Linked DNA regions of Mus musculus: region 1 is linked to region 2. The links are chromatin contacts, called in public Hi-C maps. All regions are on one chromosome and are shown on one strand. Each heading gives the region's core, a stretch centred on a gene start, on an enhancer-like site or on the middle of the called end of the contact. The rest is flanking DNA. Distances are from core to core; before and after follow the strand shown.

Evidence for each region. Hi-C and Micro-C count contacts between places; a contact is called where the count stands out from the background.
Region 1: a contact with region 2 is called in a Hi-C map of cortical neurons, with 2.0 times the contacts expected there. The contact joins the promoter of Ccdc91 here to the enhancer-like site in region 2. A contact is called at or near these places in 1 of 39 promoter capture datasets (hippocampal neurons), 2 of 484 Hi-C or Micro-C datasets (both in cortical neurons) and 1 of 9 other capture datasets (adipose tissue).

Annotation. Positions count from the first base shown.
Region 1 is chr6:147,472,159-147,477,170 of GRCm38.p6, reverse strand. It overlaps Ccdc91 (coiled-coil domain containing 91), which reads right to left and starts at 1,300. Exons shown (of 13, transcript NM_025911.2): 1 at 1,112-1,300. Gm6288 (a long non-coding RNA gene) reads left to right here and starts at 1,352. Exons shown (of 4, transcript XR_869623.3): 1 at 1,352-2,055; 2 at 4,840-4,977.
Region 2 is chr6:147,327,617-147,333,182 of GRCm38.p6, reverse strand. No RefSeq gene overlaps it. Among named protein-coding and RNA genes, the nearest start is that of Pthlh, 66 kb to the right of the region's middle. Within about 2 kb of position 3,747, at least 18 of the 459 cell types and tissues checked have an H3K27ac peak or open chromatin away from gene starts, as enhancers often do. A contact at or near this core is called in cortical neurons, where this site is marked.

The DNA.
Region 1 (5,012 bases), core at 51-2,550, 150 kb before region 2:
TTTCTTAAAAACTCAAAAATCCTGGACTTTCTCATTTTGTTTTATGTTTTTTTCCAATTTGGAGTATGGTGTTGCTAGGCAACCAGTTCACAGTTCCCAGCCCACTGAAACATCTCTAGACATCCTAGGAGACACCAAACTTCCTCACCTCTCACCAGGCAATTCTTCACACATTAACACACCACATAGTGGCACCAAGGTGCAGCGGACCTAGCATCTTCCTGAGCCATTTATCCCAACAGGTGAGGTTCAAACAACCCCAAAAGCAACACAAGGTGTGGCTAAGATGACTACAAGTGCACTTCTCCTCGGTTTCTGTCGCCCAGGAAACTGTGAGTACTCTGCAGGCTTTTGTCTTAAATCCTGAGGTGACAGCTGACCCACCCTGTGACAAGATGGCAATCCCTCAACCACGCAGCATGCAAACATGTTCCATAGCCTTCCACAGAGCCGGGAAGTTTAAAACTAGGGGCGAAGACGTGTCAATGTCTGCACAGTGGAGGGATAAGTCGGAATTCGTGGGCGGCCTCTGAGGGACCTAAGCTGAGCCCAAAGCCTTCACTTCCCCAGAGCGGAGGGCCAAGATCACGGCGGCCTCACCATCCCAGAGCTGTCAGAGCAGCTGACAACTCTTGTGCAAAGCTCCCTCCTGCGGAGGCAGCCGCGCAGACGCGGCATCCTGGGGGGGCGGGGAAAGGTGTGTAACAGACAGAGGCCAAGCGCTCCGCACGATGCTCGCCTGGGGTGAGAACCCGAGACGCCACTGAGGGTGTGTCCAGCGATCAGCTCTCCAGAACTCCGAGTGCACAGTGCGCGCTTTCCCAAGGTCTGAGACCGGAAGGGGTGCGCCGCTCGGCACCGACGGGAACCGCATCAGGGTCAACACTTCCGTTCCGCCGGGGCAACTACAGCGCGGACAACAAGCGGACTTACTATGGCTCTCCACTCGGGACTACCCAAGTGCAGGGCCCCGCGGGCGAGGGCGGGAGCGAGGTGTCTCCCTGACCCAGGTCCCGTGAGTCGCCCGGCCGCGGCCTCGCGACTCGCAGTAACTTGGTCACGTTCCCACCCGCGGCCGAGACCCGGACCCAGACGGCGAGCACCCGATTACCTGCGCCCACCGCAGTGCTCCCCGCGCTGTTGCGCGTCACACCCGGCTCTCAGACACTGGCTCCGGGACACCGGCTACGCAACCACCCCCCTCCCGGTGACTGCTGGCCCAGGAACCCACGTTCGGGCAGCCCACACACCACCCGGCGTCCAGGACATCCTCACCGGAAGTTGATTTCTACCTAGGCCCGCCCAGGCCTGCGCGCGGCGCTCCAGGCATCCGCGGGCGCATCACATGACCCCCCAAGAGGAGGCCAGCTGAGCCTCATCTGAAGAGAGACCTGACCTGTGAAGTGGATTGACCTGATATACACTGGCCTGACCATCCTCAAAAACTACATCATGTCTTTATCTTTTGTCCTGAGCCAAAACAAACTATTCAACAGATATTCCTCCTAACAGAGATTCAGCTGGCTAGGCCACAAGAAGAACCTCCTAGTTGAGTGATTCTCAGGTAATTGACTCTGCTATAGATTGGCTTCGACTTAACGCTTTTCCTGACCTTTCTCAAGATCTACCTCCTAGTAAAGGTTCTCAATCTCTCTTAGTGACAGGCCCATAAAACCACCTACCAAATCTGAATTTTTCTTCTGTCCAGAACTCGAATCTACCACGAGAAGAGCCTTTGCCTCTTACAAACAACCAAAATGTGAGAACTGAATAAAGCACCCGGCACTATGACATGCTCAAGAAATGTTTGACGTGATGTCTGGACCTATCGGCTTAGCGGAACTCTCAAGTTCCTGAACGTGCCCAAGCTGAAAGCTTCTCTAAACCACTGGATTTTAAAGATCTTCAGCGCTAGGACTGTAGCACTTGTAATCAACTCTCTCATAGCAGTTCGTTCATATTCCACTAAAAACAGTTGTTTTTTAGCTGTTCCACATCCTTACAGCAAAGCTGTCAGTCAACATCTTTTCCTGAAGGGAATATGCCATACACTTGGTAGGTTTTTGTTTGAAGGGGAGAGTAATTGTGTAGACTGTCGTGACTGTTACATAGAAATGGTCAACAGGTAGCACACTTCTCAGATGGTTTAGACAACATTCACTTAATTTTTATTGAACGTATACCATTTACTTGGAACTAGTCAAGTGGTAACAATCTGGGAATGAACCAAATATATCCAAGATATTTTACTGCCTAGTGCCCTGATCGTTTGAATGTGAGTCTGTGGACAACTTCTAATCTTCACACAGAGAGCATTATTGGGAATTGCTTTTCTCTTCCTTCCACTGAACAAAATTGACTGAACTATCTTTAATCTCTGTACTGAGTGGGAAGTATCAACAGGATCTTGACATGCCTTCACTGAGCTGGGCAACTTGAAGTCCTTAGTGAACAACTAATACTGAGCAGGTCACCTCTTCTGACCTTTTCCATCCTGCCCATTCTTTGCACAAATAAGTTGTATTTCTCTTATAGAAATTTGATGCTTCCTTACACACATATACTTTTTTAATTTCCAGTTGAGCACCAAGTCAAGGACCACTTCTTTGTATACTCAGCAAGCTGTTTCCCATTTCTCCTTTACATCTAGTCTAGTAGTCAAGAAAGTGGAAATACATTCAATAAGCATTTCATAAACTGATAGTCAATATCTATGTGTCACCTTATCTTTTCTCTTTGTGCTTGAAATTTTAATGCCTTTGGGTTTCCATCGAAACATCTGACCCAACAAAATGACCGTTTATCCCTACTGCCACCACTCTAGTTTCAGATCACTGTGTATCGGTCATCAGAATCTCACCTCAGAAACCCCACAAAGTAATTGGTAATTTTATCTTTAAATGTTTAACATGCTTACATGTAAGCACCCATCACCACATCAACTTTATTCTTTCCAGCTGTCAAAGGAGATTCCATGCTCCTCAGCAGTTATTCCCTTCCTCCATCTCTTCACACATCACACCTGCCCTAGGCAACATTAATCCACTTCCTCAAGATATGTCTAATTACATACAAAGTGTGACCTTTTGTGCCTGATCTGACCCACTTAGCATAATGTTTTGTGAGTCCACTTACATGAAGTACTTCTGTGAACAGTCTTCTAGAAGCTTTGTGGATAGATATTGGACATAGACTATAATTCCTGAGTCACATGCTAGTTCTACCCTTTAGGAACTTTGGTCCTCTTCTACACCATGTTACACTCCCTTCTGCAAGAAGGGAGGTCTTTCATATCTTCTGTGTCTCACTTCTGGAGAACAAATCTTGATCTTGATTACTCATCGAAGTGCTTCTACAAGCCAGCTGACACTGCTCTAGACATTTGTTGTGCATATGACTACAAACCCATAGTACCTGAGACGAGAAGTATGGCTCCCACCCTCAAAAAGAGCAAATGTAGAGAAAGATCCAATCAAATCAGAAATGGGGCCTAGCCAAATTAGAGGCGCTGAGTGCTCCTCTCAACCTGGCTAACCAGGAAGTGTTGCTCATTAGAAAGAAAGCTCAAGACAAGCCCTAAGGAATCAATAGGATCAAATCCAGCTAAGAAAGAGGACTATGCTCCAAACAAAGAACAGACAGAGCAAAGAAGGAGAGAAAGAAAAGAAAAGGAAGGGAGGATGGAAGGAAGGATGTGAACTTAATGTTTTCACTTACCTGGAGTTGTAGGATAGATACAATTTGTAGGCAGATATAGTGAAAGCAAAGATGATAGTGGAGACAGGCTGTGACAGCTGTCAGTGTAAAACACAGCCTCCATTCAAGAAAAAAATAAGGGATACTTTATTGCTATCCAAATATAAGTAATTGTGGCCTGGGAACAGTAACTCAAACTACAGTAAAATGATGTGTTCCACCAAGGATGAGATGGTATAACCTTTTCATTGTCACAGGACAAAATAAAGTCAAATAAATCCACTTTCAAACATTGTTGAAGACGTGAGCTAGACAGGCTACATCTCAGCAGAGAAGTCTCTGCCTATATATTCCAGATGTTATGGCTTTCTTAGCTTTAGTGGATTCTGGTATTCTGCTAAGTAAATACATTCCAAAGATGTCACCTGATAGCAAAAGGGAATGTTAGATCACATATGAACATGGGCATAAATGGCTATTAAGGAAACTAAAGACAGTCCAAGTTAATTTTGTTTCTGGATCTACTGCATTCCACCACTTGGTAATCAAGGACATTTTAATCAGAAATTCTGCAAAACCCTCAATATAGATATTACACTGAGGGCAGGTGGTATAATGTGAAATCACACTGGAAAAATAGGACTGTCTATTTTTCAGAGGAGACAAGATAAGGAAGAGTTTTGCAAACTCCACAGAAAGACTAGAGTTCTATTCTGAAGGCAATAGAAAACTTCAGGATTTGTTCTTCAAGGTTGAGGGTATTACATCAGCAGAGGTGTGTGGGTAAAAGGTAACCAAGGTAGATAGGAAGTAGCTGTAATGAATTATGAATGAGGTGGTCATGAAGGGGACAAAGTTTCTTGGAATACTGTAGGTAGCAAAGTCAATACAGGGGCAGGGAAAATCAGGAACTGAAGATGGCCCCAAGTTCTGGAGCTGTTTAAAGAGGTGGAGTATGGAGATACATCTGGTAAGGAAGCCCATGGAATACTAAAATACTCCAAGTCCCATCTGGAAGCTGCAACACAGCCCTGGGTGACTTATAGATGACATGTTATTTCTCACAACTCTGAAGGCTGGGAAGTCAAAGATCATGATGCAAAGCAGATCTAATGTGTGATGTGTGTGCTTTCTGGTTCATAGGTGGCACCTCACTTTGTCTCCACACACTAGTCATCCATCTAAAGACACTAGCATGGAGTTACCAAGTTCTGCTTATGACCATGGTGGCCCAGATGCTGCTGGAGTTATCCGCAGAAATGGCAAGGATCACAACAAAATGTATGTAATATAACTCCTGTGTAAGATGAGAATCT
Region 2 (5,566 bases), core at 2,498-4,997:
AGCTCATGTCTTCTTTCCAGCAGCCTCAAGTGTTTATGTTCCTGTCGCTACCACACGGTTGTCAGCCTCCCTGGTGCTTTCCTCATCTGATCAGTTCTCTCCCTGCTCCAAACACTGGTGACTCAGTAGAGCTTTCCATGCAGCACACTTGCTCGTTTTAGATTACCTCCAAGAATCTGATCATTTGCCTATCAATTTTGCACCCATTTCCACCCCCATGTTAACAACTGATTCAACAGACATATCTTTGAGCCCTTCATATACTGGGTGCTATGGTAAATGCTACTGCAGCAAACATTTGAGAGACTTGGAGAAATTCATCTCAAAGAAACACTCACAACCCTAAGCTATGAGCTACTCAGAGTCATCCCAGATTCTCAACATACAGTGCTCTCCTAAAACATTCATCCTTCCTTGTTGCTTCTGGTAGTAAGAACTCTTCGTTGCTCCTTCCCGTGGACCCTCCTTTCTATGGGAACTCTTCTCTGATCTCGGAGTCAGAGTACAGGAGTCCCTTTTCTGTACTTCACAACACTCATTTTATATTCAAGGGCCTGGAAGAAGACACTTCAGTATACAGGGAAGAGGGATCCAGCCTCATAATCAAAGATAGAAATGCATTGAGAGGGTATGAACTCAGTCTAGTAGTGAAGAAGGAAGATGAAATGCCATGTTTTAGAACCAGTGGGAACCAGGGTGGTTCTTGGTTTTCACAGACTAGGTAGGCAAAGAGGATTTGTTAATTGGGAGAGACAGTCAATACATTTTGATTGACAACACAGAGAGACACAGAATCCGGTGACCATAAGGCTATTTTAACCGCAGGGCCGACAGCATTCCCAGAAGAAAGATAGGTAGGTAGATGAGATGCCTGCACTAATGAAAGTTATAGCTGTAGGGGTTGTTGACTGTTTCAGGAAAACTTGCTTAGAAATTCACAGGTTTTAAATATACATATATTCATGCTTGATAGATCTGAAATAGGAAGTTGGCAAAGTAAATTCTATAAGATTTGGCCCAACTTGAACCAAAAGGAAAGGAAACAGTCCATGTAATAGCAGAAAATGCTTTACAAACCTGCTTGGGTTTTCCTAGGTTCTCTTCCAAGACTTGATTATATATAGAAATATGGTTGTATTTTCTGGATCCTCTTTTTCATCTCATGGACATTTTCTCAGGCTGCTTCACTGTCTTTTTAAGCTATTCCTAACATCATGTGTGCTACTTCTATAGCATTCACTTATTGAATCTTGTGGATGTTTAGAATTCTTCTTTCTCCTCCCTTAAACAGCCCCATAATTAACGCCCTCGTGTATACAAATTTTCCTTTCTCTGAATTATTTCCTTAGGACAAATGCCATCTGCGTGGGACAGGAAAGATAAACAAAGAGGAATGTTTTATGGCTCCTGAAGCACCTTGCCAAATTATTCCAGAAAAGGTGCCAGTCCATGTTTGCCACTGGTGGTGCCTGATTATCCCAAGTTCTTCCAGTGATACACTGCTAGGCATCAATCCCAGAGGATTTCTCCACAGCATACCTTCTTCACAACAAGGTACCAGGCAACTCCGTCTAAGATCTCCATTCATGTACCCAATGTTGTATTTCTTGGGATTTCATTTTTAATTTACAAGAATATGTTAATTCCAGAAAAAACAATTTTTTGCTTTTGAATGTACATAAAATTATCATTTCTGAGCTTTCAAATGTTTTGTTGAACCCAAATCTTGGGTGTATGAACCCTTAATATTAAAAGAAAAAAATGCTTTTAATTAAAGTTCATCTTAGAAATTTTGTTTTATTTGTAAGCCAAAGTAGGTTAGCAACATTTTTGGAAACATTTAGAATAGTATTTTGTTCTACACACACAAGTATAGATTGTTACTTAATAAAATAATTTTAGCTCTGTTCACAAATTTAATATAGTTTATGCTCTCTGTTAAGTACAGCTATCACAATGACTATCCTTTGTCCCATCAGAACAACATTATTCTAGTGAATTAAACATATAAACACAGTGGATTTTGTGTTTTCTTAACTTTTCCAATAATCTAAATAAAGTTGATGAGATTTAACTTAAAAGTGCAAATCTAAATTACTTAAATAATTGTGTATTTTACATCAGAATGTCAAGACTGATCTATTACTGTGAGAAGCAAAATATTCTTAGACTCAGCAAGATTAATATGTATATCAAATTTTTATTATAAAAGTATTAATACTAAGTGCTTGGCTCTCTCAAACATCTACAACCAGTGCTGGGTCTGCCCTCTAGGCTTCCTGACATGAGTCCTACACCAGAGATTTGACCGGGATTTTTCCTAAATTCTCATTGATAACATTGGAGGAATACAGGGGGCCATGCTGATAGTCCCTAGCAGAGAACTCACAACCTAGATAAATTAATGGTTTCATGATGCCCCTACACAAATATTCCAAATGATCTTCATCTCTGTTTATACCACCAAGGTCTGCAAGTCTTGGCCAGGTTACCCATTTAGTTGTCCTGAGCACTTACCTGGCTTTTCAGCCTACCAAGCAGACACCATTCTTAAGAATACTCAAGTGATATCCAGTGGAAACCTGGACATCCTTTCTGCTTTTGCTTGGCTACCAAAGTCACATCTTAAGAGTCCATTTGACAAACACATTGAGAGACACACTACACACTCACCTGTAGTATTCTCAGAGGCAGACACGGTAAGGGACACGGTACACACTCACCTCGAGCCTCCTCAGAGCCAGGTTTTCATCTTCTCACTGAACCCATGAGTCCCTCTCCATTAAAAGCCCTCTAGAGTCCAGTTCCTGCCTTAATTAACGAGTGCTACATGAGTTTATATCTCACTCGCCATATTTTTGAGTTTGGTAACTAGACTTTTATTATAACAATATTTTGTGGCCAAACCTATCTGGAAGCATATGCGTGTCAAAATTTGGCATGCAAAAGATTTCCCAAGCACTCGATCAATACTTGCCATTATTCTAGCTATAAATGACATCCAAGACACCCATGTTTTGGTGACTGTAGGAAGATTTAATGTCTACACAGTCGTAACCATAATTAGGATACAATGAGCATTTTCTTTCATGTTACTGATATTCACTGAGCTCACACTGCAAATGAAACTCAGGTCACTGATATAGATACATGTATAAAGTATCTCTCAAAAGGTTTGGAGTGTTTTTCTTCCCTGTGTTTTTAGGGCAACTGGTGTTACACATCAGACCTCTTTCCATGTGAGCCCATGTACTCATGCAGGGGTGAGTTTCCGGCTCCATAGTAAAGGAAGACCTAATTTCTAATGTTTTTAGTTACAAGCAATTCTATCATGAAGCCTCTAAGTTTGTGGGTCATTTCCGTACCCAAGGTGTCCCTTCTGTGATGGCAGGATGGACACCAAACTAAAGAGGGGCTGGGGAAGGACTTGGGAGCCCACCCAAAGCCAGGCTAACTCGCTGCATCAGTAAAGTCAGAGACTCCACCTCACACACCTCTCAGCTCCATCTTCCCCAACCATTTTACATTTCTATCCAGAAATAGTAAGAGAAGCCATCCTGTATGTGATAGATAAATGACTCAAGGCCTTTGCACACACAGAGATCATTATATCTTTACAAACCTTTCAGAGAAAGAACAAAGGTTGGGGTTGGCAAAGGAAGAAAAAGTGGAAGTGGGACCCAGAAGGATCAGGGCACCGTCATCGCTGGTCGTTCTGGATTTGGAACAGAGCAGCTGAAGTGACACAAAGCTCCTCAAATAAGCTCTCCGGCTGGAAATGTGGCTCACAGATGGGTTTTAATAGCAAGCCTGAGCCATCTGGTAGCATCCTATTTTAGCTAATTATTCTTGGTAAGTAAGTGCTAAGCCTTTAAAATCATTGTTCAATTTTGTTTTGCTTTGTTTCTACCACCCTGCCTCTATATTTTGATTTCCTGGGGTAAATCCCTGCCCCCGTTACTTCTCCAGGGAAAGCCTATCATGCCTTCTATTCTGAGCAGAAAAGCCCCCTCCACAAACCTCAAGACTGCTTCCATTAGCTCTCTGATGCTCTGTGTTTTCCACCAATGAACTATCCAAAACAACAGAGCTAATTAAGTGCATTCCCTGGTTATCCAGGGCTGCGGTCTTGGGCAGCTCAAAGCTCAAACTGGCTTACACTAAAATGTCTCACCATTTGCTCTGTGCTAGCTCACTACATAGGTGTCTTATTAGATGGAAATAGAGGGTTCAGCTGTCCTTGAATAAAACTGAATATCAATAAAGATGTACCAAATCATCATGTGCCATTGCATATCCTTCAGAGCATGGTCATGCTAAAAAAAAAAAAAAAGATGATTAAGGAAATATGTTTAGGAACATAAGGGGCAGCAGGAGAGAAAGACCCTGGTCAGATGGTAGCAATGGAGAAGAGCAACAACATGAGTCCAGGAAGAGATGGGTAAAGAAGCAACCCAGACCCAAGTCACATGGCTGAGAGATGAGGGCAGCCTGCAGCCTGCAGCCTGCAGCCTCACCCACAGGAGCCTCTAACTCAAGAGTACTTCACTCTCTCCATTCTCATCCCCAGACTCCAGCTCCAGAGTCAGCACTGAGAACCACATGGCCTCCTTGGTGGGTTGGGATGGTATTGGAGGGCATGGTTTCTAGATGAATTCTCTAGAAGATGTTAAAGCATAACTAACCTGCTTCAAATCTCATCTCCCCTGAGGAGCTGTGAAACTCTGTACATAGCCACCTCTGTCTCCCCAGCAGTAGAGGTCTTCTCCTTATCTCACCACCCTCTTTCAAAAGCAGAGGAAAAGCATATGACTGTGTCTGGAATCACTAGTTTTAAAATGATTACGAATTTAACCATTTATGAAAACAAATGTTTCTTTCCAGGGAAAATCAATCCCCTGGGGTGGGGATATAGCACAGTGATAGAAATCCTGTTTAAGCTTGCCCGAGTCTCTGGATTTGATCCCCTGCACAAGACACAAATGGAGAGGAAAGGGGAAGGGAAACAGAGATACCCAAGAATGAATGAGAACACAGCTGCCACAGTTCATGTAACTAGTATTGCAAATGAGCACCAGTGCTGGTGAGAAAAGAGGTATGAAAAGGCTCCTTTGCCCAGTCACTGTTACTTTGTTTCTTCTAAGGCTCTTGGAGAGGCTCTTTTGCCCAGTCACTGTTACTTTGCTTCTTCTAGGTGTATTGGATCTATTCAACCTGTTGGTTTTATGGTGTCCTCTGAAGAACTATTATGCTGGGGCCGCTGGCAGAGGGCAAGTGTAAGGTCTATCTCTGCTCGACTGCACCCAATTAGTGACTGGCCACTGCTGCCTCTTATAACTAGGCCTGACCTTTATGAATATCTTCTCGCTTAGCCTAAATATGATACCTATAACAAAACAAAAACAACAACAAAAATGAACGAACAAACAAACAAACAAAAAACCCAAACTTCCTCTTAGTCACCTTTCCCTCTGATCCTTCCAATTCCCTCCTTGGTCTTTAAACTCTTAAGTCTTGAACCCTTGACCCCATAGGTCCACCCCAGTTCCACCCACTGGTCAAATCA